2 separate regions of the Danio rerio genome follow, and region 1 is linked to region 2. The links are chromatin contacts, called in public HiCAR-type maps. All regions are on one chromosome and are shown on one strand. The core of a region is the stretch at or near the end of the contact, and the rest is flanking DNA. Distances in the headings are between cores, read along the strand shown. Region 1 holds the start of cnsta (consortin, connexin sorting protein a). Region 2 holds the start of hnrnpua (heterogeneous nuclear ribonucleoprotein Ua).

Region 1 (2,700 bases), core at 87-2,586, 580 kb before region 2:
ATGAACAGCCAAATTAACCAGCTACCAGCTGCAAGCCATCACTGGGAAACACCCATACACTCTTGCATTCGCACACAAACACACACACACACACACTACGGCCAATTTACCTTATTTAATTCACCTATAGTGCATGTCCTTGGACTGTGGGGGAAACCGGAGCACCTGGAGGAAACCCACGTGAATACGAGGAGAACATGCAAACTCCACACAGAAATGCCAAAAGACCCAGCCATGGCTCAAACCAGTGACCTTCTTGCTGTGAGGCGACAGTGCTAACCACTGAGCCACCGTGTCACCCATTTGCAAATAATACTTTTCTAAAATTATATTATTAAGGAGAATGTCTGAATGTGCGAATATATAACCAACTTTACCTCAATGTTTAACATTTGGTGTTATTTGTACTCATGATAGAAATTATTTTAATGTAAAGCACTTTGTGACTTCTTCTCTGTGAAAGATACTAAAGAGATACTTTTACTTATCCATTATTATTTAAGAATAACTAATGATAAAACCAGCAAAGTGCAAACTAGCCTGTCAACTAAACTGTGACCTTAGCGAGGGTTAATTGTGACCTCTGTCATGACTCAATACACTGAAACGACAGCGTCGACTAACTTGTTTGCTTTTCTAGCCTAATAATTACAGTTTTATGCTGTTTTTCAATATATTACGAACAGAGAAAGCTACCTAACACAAACAGCTTTAGAATAGCACGAATATCTCACGCTCAGTGAGGCAAAACAAAGCACACATCAACTCAACATCTCTGTTTTGACACATGGCTACTTAAAATAATCCTTAAAATGAAGTCTCCATTCAGTAAAGGTCATATCACTCCATAACATTTACGCTTATTTAAATAAAAAGAGAGATCAGCACAGATCATGGCATGCTGCATCTGGATGAAAACAGATGTTGATGTTATATAATACACGAAATGCATCGTGATATCTATACTCGTGCATTAAAACATCTGTCATATTCCTATAGAGATGCAAGGTTAAAGCTATAGCAAAGCTGCTTTCATCCCTGCACACATCATGTTTGTTTAAACCGCTGACAGAAGTGTTATTTACCACATCAGGTGGACAGAGCTGTCATCAGTTCAAGCGCTAACATGCAGTAGCATCATAAGTGCATCAAGCCTTAATTTCAACAAACTAAATGTTCCGTTTTGCCATTCACGCGCGGACGTTTTCTTTCAATTATATTGTCGTAAACAACCAGAAATACTTACAGATTGATGGGGCAGGTTGTTTGAGTTTGGATGGTGAATGAACCGCGCTCTTCGCTGGTGTGTTTGTGTGTTTCTGCTGCACGTCTGCGCAGTTCTTCCTGTCACACATCCGGGTATTTCCGCTGTCTGCGCAGCTCCTCCTCCTGCAACCATCCGGGAAATTTAGCTAAAAGCCTTTGTCTCATGAATATTAATTGTATCATACCGCTGTTGCCTGGAAACCTGAGCAGAAGATAATGAATATTCATGAATATATTGGTAGCGCCTCCCGCGTCACTCTGTTTAAACTTTTACCCACTCCATAAAGGTTATTATTATTGTTTTTAATTTAAATAACAGCATATAACATGTTAAAAAAATCTACATGTTGGGGGGGGGGGGGGGGGGGGGGGGTTGTAAGTATAAACAAAAAAATACAAATATACAATAAGTAACAATTTATTAAATACACTTTTTTTTACATGCGTACGGCTTTCTTGTTTAGAGACCCACTCCATGACGATGTTACTTGGTAACTGTATTGTCTTTAAATAAGATCGCTGCTTAAACAACTGTTTAAAAAATCATCATTGTAAGGATGACTTTATATTTTATACACATATATGATATATCTAACATTTTAATAATTTACTTTTTTGTATCTTATGTTTATTTACTCTTTTAATCATTATTTTTTTCTTTTTTCTTTATGTTGTTGCCACAGCGAAATGAACCGCCAATTTATCCAACATGTTTTACACTGGGAATGCCTTTCCAGCTGTAACCCACTACTGAGAAACATCCATACACACAAATTCACTACGGCCAATTTAGTTTAGTCAAGTCACCTGTAGTGCATGTGTTTGGACTATGGGGGAAACCCGAGCACCCGGAGGAAGCCCACGTCAACACGGGGAGAACATGTGCCCCTATGCGCCGCATAACCCCTTTTGCGCCACTGACTCGAACCAGCGAGTTTTATTCTGTGAGGCGATTGTGCTACCCTCTGAGCAACCGCTATTTATGTACTAAGATTTTTAAAGTTGTACTATGAATATACATATTCGTATATCGATTTAAGTCACGTAATGTTCTTGCAAACGTATTTTGTACCCCCTGAAATTAAAAAATGTTGCTTGGTAACCATTCAGAGACGTAACATAATATTAACTCACCAAGATTATTTCCAAGATTCACCAACATTATTTTATCCATAGACTGCATAAAAGGTTTTATCACAGCAGGAGTCGCAAATGTGAGTATCAGCTTTTATGTAGTATTTTACGCCATCTTGTGGATGAAAATTTGAACGTTAATAATTGGGTTTGATGTTTTAGTAAGTTCATTCATTCATTTTCTTTTCGGCATAGTCCCTTTATTCATCAGGTACTGCCGCAGCGGAAAGAACACAGCAGATGCCCTTTCAGCTGCAACCTGGGGAAAACACACACACACACACACACACACACACACAA
Region 2 (2,700 bases), core at 19-2,518:
GTCATAAGAACAAGCCCCAGAGTAGAATCTGAACATTTTGCTCCAAATCTCAAAAGGTTTTGGCCATGACCAAAAAATATGTCCTATGAAGCCTTCAGCTTCACATTTATTACATTTACAGGAGATAGAGGACTAGAATTTATTAAGCTTAACCCTATAGAATAATGAAGCCAATGCACACTTTTATATTGGATTAGGTGTCTTGAGTTAATAGAACATGTCAAGAGTTTAGATGCAAAAAACATCTGAAATTTCCATAGAAAATTTACTTTTTTCTCAGCATCCTTTGTTTATGTTGAGATATTTTACTTTAAAGCCCAGGAAAAGGACTTAATCTTTGCCATTTAAGTGATATGAATACACATAAAAAATACTCCTTTTAGGGAAATGTTTCAAAAGGCATTTAGAGGTTTTTGCATCTTCACACTCTTATGTATTTATTATGACCTTGATAGACTTTTTCCAGTCCCCATTGGTAATTATAATCTGTAAATCTTTCAAGAATCTTTCAAATACAAAGTAGATATGTCAAACTGATTATTACAAACGGCTATAAAATGGGAAATCAAAATAGAGGCATCAGGAGAGGCAGAAATTAATTTATATACATCATGTTCATCTGCTCATCAAGTGGCCAAATTCTGGCTTTCTGAGGAAAGTGAAATGAGATGGTGAGTTTTTTTTTTCTGCTACACTTTTTAGTTTAAAACAAGTTTGACCATATATTTTTAAAATGATGGATGATAAAAAATTTGTATTTAAAAATAAGTATGTTTTTATTTTTCTTTATTAATTTTTTATTTGAATAAAACTCATAGCATTATTTATATAACTGTAGTAAATTAAAGTTTAAATGCAAATTCTTTGTAATAAAGCAGTATAAGCACTCTAGAAAATATTTTTAGTACGTCAAAAAGATTCGGCGAAGATTAGTAATTAAAATGTCACTACAATGCATTATTTAAACCTCATAATTGAATAGAAAATGAGGTGAATAACTGCAGAAAAGGTCCACTTTTTCAGAAAAAAGAGCCACCCTATCTAAAGGACTGTAAAATATCTAATTAAATTCCATGTTTAAAAACAGAACAAAAAATGCCTTAAGTTTTAAACAAAAAAGCCACACAGACAATACAATTTCTAAAAATTGTAAAACTACGTCTATTATCTTAAATCAATATCGATATTTACGGTAGTCTCATACGCGCTCGGCTATAACGTGCTTTACGGTAGATTATATAAAGCTGAGCTGGCCTTGTTCCGCTTCGACTGCTGCCTACAGTGACCGCACCGCGCGTTAACGGACAGTCCGCTCACAACAACCTGCCCTTTCCGTTCATATTTTCCGTTCATAATTGCTCAAATACACAAGTCTGAAGACGACGGTCACAATGAGCGCTATAAACGTGAAGAAGCTGAAAGTGAACGAGCTGAAGGACGAGCTAAAGAAAAGGAGTCTGTCTGATAAAGGGCTGAAGGCGGATCTTATGTCGCGCCTGCAGGCCGCACTAGACGAGGAGGCGCTCTCTGGTACTAACGGCTCCGAGCGTCGGTACGAGGACGGAGGAGACCCCGCCGGCAAAGACCTGGAGGAGGACCCGGTGGGAGAGAGCATGGAGGAGGAAGAAGAGGATGGAGGAAACGCGGAGGCCGAGCATGATGATATTATGGAGGAGGAAGAGGAGGACGCCGGGGTAGAGATGGATAAATCGGATGAAGACGCTCTTCTTAAAGATGATGATGGTGATGATGATGAAGATGAAGAGATGGAGAAATTCGATGAGGATGATGTGGCTCTTGACAAGGGTGAGATTATACGATGAAGATCGAGTAATTCATAGTTACTTTGTGTATAATTGGGCTAAAATAATTCATACTGTCAGCAGAACGCGTATACTGGGGTTTGTTATGGGCTCATTGCTGCTGTCCCATTTGTTTCTCCTTGAGTTACTGCTACAGTTTCAGGTTATATGATTTACAGCAATAGGCTTTACTTTGCTAAGTATGTAAGTATTTTATTTTATTCTAATCTAATATAGCTAAATGTTATACATAATTATATTAATTATAATAACATGCATAATATAATACAATGTATTTCTTTTTATTTCAAATATTTATTTCTAATAAAATATAAACTTATATTTTTACGTAATTTAATTATTTTCTTATTCCTATTTCCTTTATTTAGTGTTTTATAATTTTATTGATTATCCAATAGTTTTTCAATATATATATTTTTATGGTGAATGCAACATCTTCTTTACATTGTGCTACATATGTCAAACCTTAATGTAATACATATTTCATTAACCTAATTAAAGTATGAGAAATATCTGCAAATTAAATGCAAGAAATAATGAAAAAAATCCATTGTTATTTTTTTTTATTAAAAATGTACATTTTGATTTATTCATTTTATTTAATTGATCCCTTATAATGTCTTTGCACCAGTACACAGTTGAAGTCATAATTATTAGCTCCCCTGTTTATTTTTTCCCCAATTTCTTTTTAACGGAAAAGAAGCAGATTTTTTCAAAACATTTCTAACCATAATAGTTTTAATAACTCATTTGTAATAACTGATTTATTTTATTATTGTCATGATGACAGTAAATAATATTTTACTTAAGAATTTTCAAGATACTAGTATTCAGCTTAAAATGATATTCAAAGGCTTAACTAGATTAATTATTAACT

Evidence for each region. HiCAR-type assays count read pairs that join an accessible place to other places.
Region 1: a HiCAR-type map of caudal fin shows a contact between it and region 2, with 6 times the contacts expected there. The contact joins the promoter of cnsta here to the promoter of hnrnpua in region 2. A contact is called at or near these places in 2 of 4 datasets of contacts at active chromatin or transcription factors (caudal fin and embryo).

Annotation. Positions count from the first base shown.
Region 1 is chr17:13,275,679-13,278,378 of GRCz12tu, reverse strand. It overlaps cnsta (consortin, connexin sorting protein a), which reads right to left and starts at 1,336. Exons shown (of 11, transcript XM_692809.9): 1 at 1,247-1,336.
Region 2 is chr17:12,691,521-12,694,220 of GRCz12tu, reverse strand. It overlaps hnrnpua (heterogeneous nuclear ribonucleoprotein Ua), which reads left to right and starts at 1,268. Exons shown (of 14, transcript XM_689599.11): 1 at 1,268-1,806. The coding sequence starts at 1,392.